Regions from separate parts of the Zea mays genome. Here region 2 is linked to region 1. The links are chromatin contacts, called in public Hi-C maps. All regions are on one chromosome and are shown on one strand. The core of a region is the stretch at or near the end of the contact, and the rest is flanking DNA. Distances in the headings are between cores, read along the strand shown. Region 1 holds the start of LOC100278221 (Prefoldin chaperone subunit family protein). Region 2 holds the start of LOC103632299 (glycosyl hydrolase family 10 protein / carbohydrate-binding domain-containing protein).

Region 1 (7,690 bases), core at 3,760-6,259:
CGGTCACCCTGGATTTCTCGACACCAATCGTCGGACCCATCAGCGCTCAGCCGCTAGTGCCACCTGCGACTGCTATTACCACTGCTGTCGTGGCGGTGTCCATGACTGCTCCAGCTCAGGTGGATCCTATTACACAGCCTACGTTAGAGTCAGCACCAGCACCAGCTTCTACTGCAGATCCTGGATCCAAGACTAACTCTGATCCTCAGCTCTCGTTTGCACTTCTACCTCGACCGCAGCCTGATGCGCCTTTGCCTCCGCATTCCTCTTCTGGTATGTAGGTTCGGGTAACCCTTTTGGTGTTTGCCGCCAAAGGGGGAGAGATATGAGTTGTGAGAACTAGGGGGGTTAGGGAGTTAGTTGAGAGTGCCTTTTGATATTTTGATGTAATATATATGGATATTTTGATGTAATATATGCTTGATACTCTCTGTACTAGCTCCACTTGTGTATGATGCTTAACTCACAAACTCTATGATATGCTCTCGATGTTTGTTAATGACTGTGTGTGTATTATGTTCTCATCTATGATGTTATCACCAGTCGTTCAGTTCTTGTTCATGGATTTCATTTCATTCTTATATGAACAAGAAACTTACGTTGTGTATGCGCCTAAACTTACTATTTTATTACACGACTTTTTCTATCAAAATTATTGAGTATAACTAACCATATTCTCTATTGACACAAAAACAAACAAACTACTCTCACACTTTTGTAGGGTTGTCATCAATCACCAAAAAGGGGGAGATTGAAAGCATTTAGGCCCCTGGTTTGTTTTAGTGATTAATGACAACATATGATTATATATGACTAACGTGTGTTTTGCAGAGCAAATGGTAAGTTAGGTTGCATTACAGAAAGTTGTGCTACAACGGTGAAAACAATCCCTGAGATGAGAACTTGAAGCGACGGCTGAAGAGACGAATTAAAAGATGAAGGTCTTCATATTCCGAGTAGCGAAGGAGTTGCGGACACTTGGTATAGAATTAGGTCTTCTATTTTTATTTTAGTCGTACTATAAAGAGGGGTTGTGGATGAGTAGTTTGACCAAAGTATTTCTAGTGTAGTGTTGGTGCATATTCACACTCACATCTAGTGCTAGGTATCACTCTATAACACACTCACAAGTTAGAGCAAAACGGTTTAGAAAAACCAAAGGAAAAAGAAGTTAGGGTTTCTGTCTTAGGGTCATCGGACTGTCCGGTGTGCACCGGACTGTCCCGTGCGCCCCTGACAGTGGGGCCAGCCAGCCCTGGGGGCAGCACCTCTGCCCCCGAGAGCAACGAGTTGGGAAGTTGAATTTTAGCGGTCACACCGGATTGTCCGGTGTGCACCGGACAAGTACTGTTCAATGTCCGGTGCGCCATTAGCCCAACGGCTAGCTGTCATAACTAGCCGTTGGAGCCGACCGTTGGCGCACCGGTGGCGCACCGGACTGTCCGGTGCGTCTATGCGTAGAACAGCCAGGTAACAGCTAGTTTGGTGGGTGTGGCTAGTTATACCCCCTCCACCTACCTCATTGAGTGTCTTGCTGCCCACATTAAAGCCCACACATTGCTAGAGCATTGCAAGCAACACAAAGCCTAGTGGGGTGATTAGAAAATCTTAATCCCGTGTTAGGACCTCATTAGTGCAAGTGAGAGCCACCTAGAGCACACACCACATGCATTAGGCTTCTCATGGTCAAGTGAAAGTCTATGGCTTGTTACTCTTGGTGATCGAGATCACCTAGACGGCTTGGTGGTGTTTGGAGCGCGGTGATCACCCTGGAGGATTTGTTGGTGACCTGGCTCAAGATTGTACGCGGTCATGAGGGATCCACCGCGTCGGAGTGGCAAAGGATCACCTCATAGTGAGCACTTGGTTCTTGCGAGGACCAAGGGGGAGCGATACCCTTGCGCGGGTACTCCAACGAGGACTAGGGAAGAGTGCCGACTCTTCGATACCTCAGCAAAAAAATGGAGGAGTCTTCTCAACCTTGCTTTACATTCCGCATTTAATTTAAGCATTTCTCTTTGTTCAATTGTTTAGCAAGTATTTGAAGTAATGACTTAGGGTTGTTGTTTTTCTAGTAGTATTTACTTATTGCTAGTAGTTGGGTGAAGCTGGGCTCTTGCTTAGGGTTTAATTGTTGGTGAATTTTTAGAAAAGCCCAATTCACCCCCCTCTTGGGGATCGTGACACTTTCAAGTGGCAAACCCCCAGTCAGCTGCCTGTGAAGGCCTTATCGTACTGTGTTTCGTTCAGCACTTTGATTATGATTATGACTTAAGTTAATGACTCTGTGGATGTCTTGGACATCATGATATAATAAAGTACTTATTCCCGCTATTGTTTTGAGCAATGCGTGATGATGTCCAACTATGTAATTGTTGTGTACGTGAATTTATGATCCTGGCATGTACATGGTTCGCATTCGGTTTGCCTTCTAAAACCGGGTGTGACACTATTGTTGGGGCCTACATTGTCGAAGGTCCTCTGTTTAACTGTATTGCATGACTGCTTTAAGGACACAACAAAAGCCATGCCAAAGGTCACTTGTTGACGAAGAAACAATCAACTGACTAACACATAGCTTCACCATGAGTAAGTGTGTTTTCAGGAACATCTCTTCTTACCGACGAAGCTGACCTTCGACGAAAGCAGTAAACAAAGACGTTTCGTCTATACGCAAGTGGTAGAAACGGTGACTGAAGGCATTGACTTCAAACACAAGTCGAAAAGGAAGCCACTGAATGACGAAGGTTGAAACCCGCAAAGCCGAAGATAGAGAAGATAGAGAAAATACGATATTAACCATATATCATTTGTAAACAGCGTATGGAAAGCCTTGATGGACACTATGGTAAATATGTGCAAAGGCGGTTCGTCTCTCTATAAATAGATGAACATTGTCTTGCATAAAGTACCTTTTCCCAAGGGCCATAACTTCGTAGTGCTTAGCCTTCGAAGAACCTTCGTGCATCCCACTATTAAGGAGCCGAAGGTATGATTGTAAATTCAGCTAATGTAATGGGAGACATTGAAAATGCTAAGGCAATAGAGATATGCTCTCATGTATTATTTTGTTTGTCTCTTTACATCATATTTCATTTCTGTTATGCATTCTTGTTCGAAGGCCTTTTGTCCTTCGAACTCATACCACAAAACATTATCAACCTCAGGACGAAGGTCTTCATGTATCAACACATGTTGCCGCCTTGATTTCAACACCTTTAGGGTTTGTTCGGTTCTACCCTAATCCGTATGGATTGAGGGGGATTGAAGGGGTTTCAATCCCTAGTAAATCAAAATCTCTCTAAATCCGTATGAATCCCCTCCGATCCATATGGATTGAAAATAACCGAACAAGCCTTTAGAGGATTGAAGTCGAGTACATAACAATTTTGTTTTTTGTTATACATTAAAACCTTCATCATCAAGTTGTTACACTGAAGGTGTATTATCTTGAGGATGAAGGTTCTTGTCTCTTAATTTTGTGTTGCCTTGTTTTCTATGACATGTAACAATTGAAAAGTGACCAACATCATCCTTTAATCGTCTTTCATCCGAGATAGATGGAGTTAAAAGTGAAGGTGAAGTTTGATTTAATTGTGTTGTCTTGTTTTGATCTCCTGAAATGATCAAATACGAGTGACGAACATGATGGTTCAGTGACAACTAAGTTACATCACCGACCTCCAGAGACGATGGCAACTCTAACCGTTGCCAGGTCACATCGGACAACAAGTCGAGTAGAGGCCTCCAAATAAAAAAATAAAAATAATTCAATAGGAGTGGCAATTGATTAATATTTTAAAAAAATGGATGACAGAAATCTAAAAGACGTAGGGTAAGAAGAGATTTGAGATTAAACTAGAGAAATCCATAGATTTTTAGAAATCTATTCAGCTCATGTACTCCTTTAGTTGAAATTCTAGATTTTTAACACTGAATCGGGCTCAAAAGGCTTAACCAAACTTCACGACCACACTAGCCATACATCTCATGAAAAAGAAAGTAGCATTACACATGGATTATGTCCACAACGCCCAACTGCAGAATTAATGAGCAACGAGAAGTCCATTCAAATCTGCATGCTCTATTTTGTTCAAGGTCAACATTTGTAGCGTGCTGCCCATCAAGCTTGGTTCAGCTTGCTCAGCCGAGCCTTGGCTTGGTCAAGTTGCTCTGTAACCCATAGCAAATCATAAAACCACACTAATGTTAGACAATGCAAGCTAAGGAGAGAAAGTAACTGGACAAAGATGCAATGCTATAGCGGTTACTCTGCTCCGTTGTGATCACCGATTTGACGCTCTTACGGAAGAAGATGTTGCCAGCTTTCTGGTACACCGCCTGTTGCAAAGCAAGAAACTGTGAGTACGATGGACAAGCTGTGAGTTCGTGACGAGGCAAGCTACTCAAAATTTGACCCAGATCCAGTAAGCATATCCGTGCTCTTGCTCGCAACCTGGATAATCAAAGCTTCTACCGGTGCTTCACGATTGTCATCTGATTACTAATGTATTGAAATAAGATTAATTGAAAGTGTACAGCATCAGTTTATCACTGGCGAGCAACCTAGTGGTAGCCATTGGTAATTTGATACCAGTACCATCTCGCAGCACCTGACACAAACCGCAAGCAAGGGAGGGAGACAGAGGGGAAGAGGCTGACTCGGGAGGGATTCAGGTTGTCTAGCTCCGCGATCGCCACCTCGTGCGCCCGTATCTGCGCAGACCAAACCAAATCCATGCGGCAAATTATTTCTCTCATCCACCAGCCGAATTCGGAGAACAGTAGCAGGAAGCTTGCGTGGAGAACTACACGAAACAAAAATAGAGGTGTCGAAGTATGGGGAGGTAGACAATACCTCCTTCAGGAGTTCCACCTTCTTCTCCACCACCTCCTTTGCCGGAGCCAACCCTGCCGCCGCCGTCGCCATCTTCTCTGTCCGAAACCCTTCGCCGGAAAGACTCGGACACTTGGGGCTGGAGCACACCCGCAACACCAAGGAACCATGTTGAGGCCCATCCAGTCAGCTACTAGTCACATGGGAGGCCCATCTAGAAAACGCAGGCCGGATCGTACAGCCAGGCCCAGCTCCTCGGGTTTTATTGTCCGAGACCCTCTCGGGATCTCACTGCGCTACGAGCCTACGACTACGAGAGTCGGTCGCGGCTCCGTCCGTACCCTCCCGTCGGCGAAGTCACGCCCATCCCGTCCCAACGGTAGCAGTAACTTCAGGATTTGTGGCCGGGACAAGAGGACAAGGCTCCGACCCAGCGGGCAGAGTGGTCTGGCGACTCAGGTTGCCCAGGATGGAGGAGAAAGGCGAGGTCCGGTTTGTGGCCAGCGAACAAGGTAGGTGAATACTGATTAGGTTCTTGATTCAGAGTTCTGACGCTCAATGATTTTGCATGCTTCACTGTTCGGACTGAGTTTACTAGGAAGCCTGTTCCCAAAATGTACGTGCACACTGCACAGTATTCCTCTGTGATAGTGTTTACGAGTCTTGAATGAGGGGAACGATGGCTCTTGTAGAAGTTCCTATTAATTAATGCAAGTAACCAAGAATATTGCTGGATCAGTAGCGTCACTTTTGTATAAAATTATAAATTTTTCTTAAACTTTAACATTGTTTTGCTAAGGGTCGGCTGATCCCGGTAATCCCCCTAAATTCGCTAGCGGAACATTACCAGAAGCCGTGCTTCTGTTTGGAAACAAATATGCATTTGAATTCATCACAACTAAAATTCCATCTGGAACTTGTAGTGATCAGTGATTACTAAGTCTTAGCTTTTGCCACCATACGGGTTCATATAACTACAAAAGATGTGTATTCAAACAGGTTATGTGGAAAATTATACAAGACAATTTCTACTCAGCTAAGCCTCCAAGCTTGTTTTAAGTGCTGAGAGAATGTAGCCATACAGCTTCAGCGATGGCATTAAAAATCTGACAACATCAGCAGTTACAACACCCACCTATGAACTTCCACTGTTGATATGGTTAAAAGAAGAAGTGTAGTAGTTAATTTGCTAGTTTGTAAGGAAGATGGTCAAATCCAGTCAGTACTCTGTTTTGGAAGCTAATCTTCAGGAAATGCTTCAAGTGCAGACCTCATTAACAACTGAGTAATAAAACAATACCAAGTTGTTTGAGAAACCAATGGGGCATAAAACAAAAGGTTGGTTGATAAATCAGTGATATTTCTTTTTTTTTTCTTGTGTGTCATTTCATTAAGGTAGAAATAAAATACACGAGTCTCGAGTAATATTTCAATTTTAGCTTGAATTTAAAGCTCATCAAGAGAGGAAAACAAAATAGCTGTCATGTGTCATCCTTGCCAAAGGAGCTGTAAAGTTCACAACTGATGGTTTACAAGTTACTTGCTCTATTGTCAAGGATGAGGCCTGAGGGGCCCTGCCTACTATAAGCAAACTGGACATCAGGAGCCAACATGTTGTAAAATCACTTGCTACCATTGAAGTTTTAGCGATTGTTTGCGTTAAAAGAAAAATGAATGGTCAATACTGTGAAACAAATTATAAATAAATGGCAGGATAAGACTGGACATTGGTATTGCTGTTAATTCACGGAGCCAGATTCGTAGCAGTGTGCTTAAGCTTGATTGGACCGTGCTAGCTAATTCAACGATATCTCATTTTACTTACTCACGTTGTTTTACTGGTTTCTTGCAACCTGTGGATATTCTATTGGAGTTCATTTTTTTACTTGGATGCTCCTTTTACTAGCCAATATAACTGATATGTTAAAATGTGTGCTTCCTGCAACTGTTTGGTTAACCATTCTGCTACAATACACTTCAGTACTTTTCAAAAATGCATGGCTAGCTACTTGCTGTATACCCTTGTGTTTCAGATGTGAGGTAAAAAAGGATCCATCTTTCAGAAAATGTCTGGCTATTATTTCAGAACTACAGTAGTCTCTTGTCAGGAATGTATGATCAGGTATAATAAATGTCTAGTACAAGAAAAATGACAGTTGCAGCATCTATCTCATTTGGCCATTGATTAAGGGTTCAAACTTGTGCTATCTCTTTTGAAACATTCATGTGCAACCTGTAGGCCGTGCGCTAGGTTGACATTGCCATCCACTAAAGTGATAACACAAGAAATGTTGCTTTGCCTGTGTTGCTAGCTACAAGCAACCTTCAAGTCTTCCTTTGGCGTTACCTGTATATGCGGCTTGAGAGAAATGCTTGACCATCCTTCGAACCCTTTGGGAGCGCGAGGGATTAGTTTTTGTGGTTAACAGGCATGAGTAATTAGGAAATGAAGCGTGAAAAGAGATTAGTTTGACCATGTACGCCTCAAAATTGGCAAGAATATTGAAACTGTTAGGCCTTTACAGGAATAAACGGAGGGAGTACCAACACTACTAACATTTTCCGTGTGGTGTAAAGAAAATCTGTGCTCCTTCAAAAGTGTCAGTGCCAAGTATATATCTCCTGTCCGTTCAGATGTTGTCTGTCTACAATATAAATTTCTGCCCAATATAACAGTTTCATACCAAATTTTCTTATCTTGTGTAAACCCTGGGGGAGGGGGGGAATCTATGAAAGTCAAAAGGCTATATGCTATGTGTAATGCACACACCAGAATGAATAATGAGTACCATAAACAGAGTTTCTGAAACAAGCAAACCGAGATGGCAACAAAGGAAACAAAAAAAAGTTGTG
Region 2 (7,690 bases), core at 2,784-5,283, 630 kb after region 1:
TTTACAGGATCACCTATTCACCCCCCCCCTCTAGGTGCTCTCACCTGTACATAGGACTCTGGCTTCCCTCTGCTAGACACGTTAGCACATTGCTACACCCCCCATTGTACACCTGGGCCTTCTCCTTACATCTATAAAAGGAAGGTCCAGGGCCCTCGTACGAGAAGGTGGCCGCGCGGGAGGACGGGCTGACGAACAAGGCTCTCTCTCTCCCTCGCGAACGCTTGTAACCCCCTACTGCAAGCGCATCCGCCCTGGGCGCAGGACAACACGAGGCCGTGATTCTCCTTATTGTTTCCCCCTTGTGTTCTGTCTCGCGCCGACCCATCTGGGCTGGGACACGCAGCGACAATTTACTTGTCGGTCCAGGGACCCCCCGGGGTCGAAACGCCGACAGGTTGCTTCGTAGTTCATTCGAAATTGCTTGGGGTCTGAGTGGCCATCGTACATGGGCAGTTGGGTGGCTAGTATGAAGGTGGCCATGGCACAACCTGTAGCTCTGTGGTTAGAGGAGAAGCGTCATCAAAAGCAATGATGTCATGATGAAAATCATCATACCACATATCGTCGTGGCTGGGACCCTCCTGTCGAAAGGTCTTTTTGTTGTGGTCTATGCCCTTGCTCATTATCTTGTGTGATTTGTCGCATTTCCTCAGCTGCTTCATCAATCTTATTTTGTAGCTCTGACAGTCGAAGCATCTTTTCCTTTCTCTTTTCTACCTGTTAGTGTATGGCCTCCAGGTTGCTGATCTCTTGATCTAGCTCTTCATCTTGTGGAGTTGGGCTAGTGGCCTTCCTCTTCTGGCTTCGGGCCTCCCTTAGAAGGATTCCGTCTTGATTGGTGTCTAGGGAGCAAGAACAACCCCTGGCGCCGTTGTCTTCTTCGACGGCATGACGAAGGTGGTCGTAGAGTTCACCGGAGGTGTGCCCCAATGTTGGTCACTCGTTCTCGATTGCTATACACAATAAAAAACAAGACAACACAATATTAAGAAAGATAATCAACCTTCATCTTTAAGTAGTCATCCCTTTGAGATACCTTCTTTAGAGACGAAGGTTATGATTTGCTATTGCAAGTAAATATATGAGTGTGTAGGAAATATAAAGAAGTTTAAACATGACAACTCGTCTTGCACGTCAACAACATATATTTTCTCCTTCATATGTTAAATTTACAAACATACCTTCGGCTCTAGAAAGTGATTTAGAGCGAAGATGAAGAGAAGGTTACACACAATGATTGTTCTGCCCTCCAAAAAAGGTACTTTATGCAGGACACTGTTCATCTATTTATAGGGAGTCGTACAACTTCGTACGAAATTACATTCATGCCCTCAAGAATTACACACATGATTTACAGATAATATAGGGGCAACATTGTATTTTGCCTTCAACGTTTAGGATGACACCTTCTCCTAGCATCATCTTCTTCTGTTGTTATGACGAAGCTACCTTCATCGCCCTCCATTGTTCTGCATCGAAGCTATTCTGGTGCCAAAGCTGTTGTAATATTCGTCAATATGCTGATAATAAATGGTTAGATGTGTCTTCGAGGACCTTTAGGCATAATACATAAACATTAAGTAAGAATCAAAGAAAGTTGTGGTAACAAAGGTTTTAAAAATCGAAGGCCCTTTAGACTGGATAATAATGCAATGGGCAGTGTCCATGACAACAGCGATATTCTAGGGCAGCCGGTACCGCCCGGAGCCGCTCGTCGTTCCTAGAAATGGTGCCGCAGTGGCCTGCTCGAACGTGATGACGAGATCTGGCGGCACAGATAATGGAGGGACAGACGGCAAGAGCATGTGCCACACCGACGTGTAGACGGAGCGACGGAGCCGACGGGGAAATGACGTCGTAGGGGCGATGCGGGCGGAGGTGTGTCTAGTTGCAGTTGGCACGCCGACAGCCGGATGGAGCAAGCAAGGCAATGGGATGGACGCCGCGCTTGAATACACGCCTGGTGGCTCCAACATTCCAGCGCAAAGGCTACCACCCATAGCCGCTTCGCATCCATGGAACGCCACTCATCAGGTCAGGCCTAGGAGCGCACTCCGCAGTACAAACTGCGAGCGGCAGCCGACAGGAGGCAGGAGCAGCACAAGCGCAGACGCCATGGGGTCGTAGTATGGGGACCGGACAGACGGGGAGCGAGCGAGGACGTCCTAGCGGCCTGGTGAGAAAATGACGGCGCAGGGGGTAATGGGAACAGAGGTGCGGATGGTGGGAGCAGTGGAGCAAGCGAGCGCTTCCTAGTGTCTTAATGAGGTAAAATGAAGTTTCAGGGCTAGTTTGGGAACCACATTTTCCCATGAGATTTCTATTTTTCCAAGGGAAAATGAACTAATTTCCCTTGTGAAAATTGAAATCCCTTGAGAAAATGTGGTTCCCAAACTAGCCCTCAGAGGTGTCACCCTCCCATGAAATCTCTTCACTTCTTCTCGGGACGGAGTACCTTCCGGAGAACTCGAGGCTCATACGATTAAAAAATGGCAGGCAAATAGTTGGGGCAACATATCAGATGCAACAGTGAGTAACACCTAGACAGTAGGCTTTACGGCACCTACCAACGATCCTATGGCTACGGAAATTTAGGGGACGTGTCCACCCTCATTCACGAGCAACGACTCTTGGTTTAATATATAGCCCGGGTTGAGTAACAGAGTTTTGGAATTCACTGAAAACAATTAAAACAGTTAGTGGAAATTTAATATTCGTAGTAAGCTAATCAGAAGGTCTGTATCAGGAGCAAAGATCCATGGTAGGAAGGTTTAAAGGAGGGTGTAATAAAAAGGAACCTTGATCAAGCAGCAAATCTCTGAGGGGATATGTAGACGATAATGAAGTCCATGTTGTGGAACAAAAGTTTATACTTCACTGAAAACACAAAACAGTTAGAAAAGTATATTGAAAATGAATATCAGTAGTAAGCTAATGAGACGATATGTATCACGGGAAAAAGAACAGAGTTAGGGCTGATTTGGGAATCATATTTCTCAAGGAATTTCAATTTTTTCGAGAGAAATTAGTTCATTTTTCCTTGAAAAATTAAAAATCTCATGTGAAAATAGTGTTTTCAAACTAGCCCGTAGAGGAAAAATATATACACAACCTTCGAAGGCCGGAGGCCCTTTTAAACTCGAAAAGTCTTCTGCCCTAATCGTCAGATTTACCTAAATGATGGAAAGAAAAATGGTTAGGAAAACTCTACACAAAAAAGATCATAGAGCACTAATTAATAAAAAAATGACATAATACACAAACATTAAGTAAGAATCAAAGAAAGTTGAGGTAACAAAGGTTTCGAAAACCGAAGGCCCTTTTAGACTGGTAATAATGCAATGGGCAATATCTATAACAACACTAATATTCTGGGGCAGCGGGTATAGTCCGGAGCCACTCGTCGTTCCTAGAAATGGCACCAAGGTGGTGAAGGTGCTGCAGGAAATGTCCAAAGCCACCGAGAGATAAATGTAACATGTGAAACCCCCTAATTGGCACGCCATCTTTTGTGGTTTTGACCCCACAACTAGTAAATTTGTATGATAGGATGGGGTTAGTGTGCCACTGTTATATTTTGACCCTGATCTAGACACAAAATAGGAAGAAAGTTTAAACTGGTTTGGAAAGAACTCTTATGTCTAGTTTGGTGCTAAAGTCTTTGATACTGGCTTTCGTTTGTTACAAAGTAGAGTGCTTGACTCTCATGTCTATGTGAGAAGTATTACAATATGAGTTTTTTTTGTACCTGTACGGTTTGACCCTTGTCCCTATACATAGTAAGAGAAACAAGTGGCCATTGTTATACGAAGATTTCAATGGGATACACCATTTCTATCCTTGACCGTGTGGTCTTTTTAGTATGTCACTGTGTGCACCCGCTTTGTCATACTTGATTAGATCAAGAGGGTTGTTAAGTCTAGCGAACATCCACCATTTTTATCCTTACGTGTGGTCCTTTCTGTTATGTCACTGTGTGTGCATCTGTTTCGTCATCCTTGATCAAACTATGATGAACAATAAAAGAGAAATATACTCGATACAGCATAAGGCACTAACACAGCCAGAACTAACGCTCGCTCAAACAACAGATAAAGGAGAACTCTCCAAATCTATAATTTAGGGTGCTTAATTTACATAACTATTGAGATGCTTTAGCAAACCACATCATCCCTTGACCAATCGACACATACCACCATTATAGTTTGATCTCTTCAAAATACTGATTAGATCGTTTATAGTGTGAAATTCAAATAGAAGGTAAAAAGAAAAAGTCTAACGAAGTTAGCTGCGGTTAGACCCTCGCATTGTTTGCAACCCTTTTCATGACGTTGACTTGTTCGACATCTTCTTCATTCCCTCCTAGCCCAGCAGGATCCTCACTGCCGATCGACGGCGCGAATCGCAGAGTTCTCTACTTCTCGATTGTCCCGCCGCCGTCCCAGCTCGCCGAACACCGACACGTCGCGGCCTCTGTCTCTAGGGGCCGCCGATCCTGCAGAGAGGTACTGCTTACGGCTTACCTCTGGCTCGCACTCATCTGGCTTTAGAGGAAGGTGTTCATCTTTATGCCTCAAAGACCCAGGAGACGAGACTGCGTAGGATAGGATAACTGGGCCTTCCTAATCCAGTAATCCTTCTCCCGCGGCATTCTTCACATCCGATTCCTTTTCCATCGCCCCGGACGCAGGCACGCGCGCCGGCATTTCTTGGGGAAGACGCTTCGGCGCCGCTGTCGCATTCACGGGCGCATCTCCGTGCCGTCCCGAATCATGCTTTTCCTTCCGTCCCAAGGTCCAAGCTGTCGTGTCGACGGTGCCGCCACCTCGGTAGCCAGTTAGGTAGGTGAGGGGAGGGAAGGTAACGACCGCCTACCTTACGCGGCTTTCCTTCCACTCCCCTGTTTTGACTTCTTGCCATTCGCTGGGTAGCTGCTGCTGCTGCTGCGGGGACGGGATTTCTGGGTTGGATGAGATGAGGAGGCGCTGCAGCTGGCTCTCGTCTTTGTTCCGCCCTCGCCGGGCTGACCGCTCGCTCCCGCAACCAGATCCACAGGGTCCCGATTCCGAGCCCAAGGTATACCAGTGGCCGCTGCATTCGTCTCTTGCTGTGGATGTTTGTTTGATTGTTTCGGTAGGCCTTGCAGTATATAGGATTTTGGTGATTTCATTAGCATAGCCAATCAGCTGTTGATTTGGTTTCCCACTGAACAAAGATTCAAGGTGCGTGTGTTGCAATCGGTTGTACATATTTCACCTTTGCTGGCTGTTTATTTAGGGAAACGACGGCAACCATTGAAGATTTGTGGTTTCCTGTTTTTTTTTGGGAGTAGATCTCACTCAGCTGAAGTCGTCTCTATCAATACTGGTGAAGCCTCCTAGATCCAAATGTAGCCCATTGGGTTTGGGAGATTCCAAGACATGTTGGGCACTCGAGTGCAGTAGACCATGCAGAACTTTTGAGAAGATCATACATAACTTTTTCGTATGTTTTAGCTGAAGCATGTGCCAGCTGTGTCGATCCATCAGCGATTACTTCAAATATCACAACTATCCTCCTCGACTAGAAAGGCCTGCTATGTGCAGAAGGTGCCAAAGGCTTAGACCTATCTTCTCATTTAATGATGGGATGTTCTCCTTTTATTTGTTGTTTGAGCAAGTGTTAGTTCTGGCTGTGTTAGCGTGTTCTGCTGTACCGAGGATCTTCCTCTTGTTTTGCTCTTCTTAATATAGTGATGTGCAGTTCCCTGCGTATTCGAGAAAAAAAGGGAGTTGCTAAAACACTATAAGGAGTATACAAAAATGTTTGTGCTCCAACAGTTCTCTATTTATTGGTGATTAATCTTTAAAGTTGTCCACGCCAACAAAAAATAAATGAGCCTATTTTCTATTTTTAATTGAGCTGGCGATAGAAATTTGTATCAACAACCTTTCCTAGCCTCTTGGGAGGTCGAAGCTGTCGATGGAAGACCAGACGGTCACGGCGACAGGCACACGCCATCCACATAGGTCCTTGTGGCGACGGCGTGAAGGCAGCACAGGAGGTGCTCTTGCAGCACCTTGGCACAAGAGGTTGTCTGGCAGTAGCGGCGTCAATGCGTCTGAGGCGGTGGAGATGGATTTGGGGTCACGGGGTGGTGGGACGGCGCGAAGCGGTGGCTGGAGTATGCTTTTTCGCGTATGACTTAGCACCAACGTTGATTTCGGGAGTCCCAACGAGGTTGGTAAATGTAGGGATGAAACTGAGTTTTGTAGGGAGTTTGTAAATTCAGGGACCTGCTTTACATAACTATTGGAGGAGAGTTTTTCTTGAAAACTTCTTAAATTCATATTTAGGGAGTTTTTTACATAACTATTGGAGATGCTCTTTTGAGATATTATTCTCCATTTTTATGTTTTCTGCTAGAAGCTTTGAGACTTTTTGAGCAAATGTGGTTTCCTGAGATCAACTTTTCTATATAACTTAATATATTATGCATATTAGATTATTTGCCAACCATGGCTTCCCATGTTATGCCCTCTGTCGTGATTGTAAGCACATTAATATTTTGTTTCCTGTGCAAGGCTGAGCAGGCAATAGATAAGCACAGTGCTTCTGAAGAAGTTGTAATGGATAACATTCTGCCAAACAGTGATTTTTCTGAAGGTTTACATTTGTGGCAATCAAATAGTTGTCATGCATTTGTAGCCGTTGAAGGATCAGGTTACCATTATGGTGTAAGGCCACATTCAGGGTCAACCTATGCTGTTCTTACTCATCGCACACAGAGTTGGCAGGGGCTTGAGCAGGACATAACAGAAAAGGTCACCCTTGGTACCGAGTACTTTGTTGCTGCATATGTTAGAGTTCATGGGGAAGTTCATGAGCCCATTGGAGTTCAGGTCACTCTCAAACTTGAGGAGGACGGTTCTTCTACCAACTATCTTTCTATTGCAAGGTATTTCGACAATAAGCCACCATTCAGTGTGTTGTATAATATATAGTCAACACTGTTTTATCACTAAACAGTTTTTACTAGGATTTTAGCCTCACAAGAACGCTGGGAAAAGGTGGAAGGTTCGTTTAATCTAACAACTCTACCGAGACGTTTGGTGTTCTACCTTGAAGGCCCCCCTCCTGGTGTGGATTTGCTCATAGATTCGGTCACCATCTCCTACAAGGTATTGCAATGGATCTCTTGCTTGCTTACTTATTAGGGGGTGTTTGGCATTGTTCTGTTTATAGCTTCAGCGTAAAGTTGTGGTGTATAATATAAATTTAAACGGGCTTAAAAATATTTTTAATCTAAATAAGAAACAAAATGACTTTTTTCTCGAACACATAGGAGATCTGCGTATCATTCCATTAATAGGTAGAAGAAGGTACAACACATAACAACACAACACACACGACACACACATGACACAACACGATACAAGACGCAACACAGCAACCACACACAACCACTCTGAACAAGACACTAGACTATCCCCCTGGGTCAAGCATAAACATAAGAGTTGAAAGCAGGTTCAACCCTCTCGCCCCGGCACTACACCACATCCTGAGCTCATCACCAGCGAGGGTGAGAGCACTCGCTAGGCACGGCGATCTCCCATTGAACACACAGTCGTTGCGATGACGCCAAAGGCTCCAAGCACCAAGAATAACTAGAGAATTGAAGCCCGATTGAAGATCACGGGGAATCTTC

Evidence for each region. Hi-C and Micro-C count contacts between places; a contact is called where the count stands out from the background.
Region 2: a contact with region 1 is called in a Hi-C map of ear, with 3 times the contacts expected there. The contact joins the promoter of LOC103632299 here to the promoter of LOC100278221 in region 1. A contact is called at or near these places in 6 of 25 Hi-C or Micro-C datasets (bundle sheath, ear, endosperm and 2 more).

The regions. Positions count from the first base shown.
Region 1 is chr7:43,673,477-43,681,166 of Zm-B73-REFERENCE-NAM-5.0, forward strand. It overlaps LOC100278221 (Prefoldin chaperone subunit family protein), which reads right to left and starts at 5,010. Exons shown (of 4, transcript NM_001351007.1): 1 at 4,859-5,010; 2 at 4,663-4,716; 3 at 4,272-4,341; 4 at 3,911-4,173. The coding sequence starts at 4,930. The coding sequence ends at 4,124. It overlaps LOC100192915 (a long non-coding RNA gene), which reads left to right and starts at 5,145. Exons shown (of 1, transcript NR_156482.1): 1 at 5,145-5,486.
Region 2 is chr7:44,304,663-44,312,352 of Zm-B73-REFERENCE-NAM-5.0, forward strand. It overlaps LOC103632299 (glycosyl hydrolase family 10 protein / carbohydrate-binding domain-containing protein), which reads left to right and starts at 4,034. Exons shown (of 9, transcript XM_020541402.3): 1 at 4,034-4,508; 2 at 6,567-6,940; 3 at 7,022-7,163. The coding sequence starts at 4,329.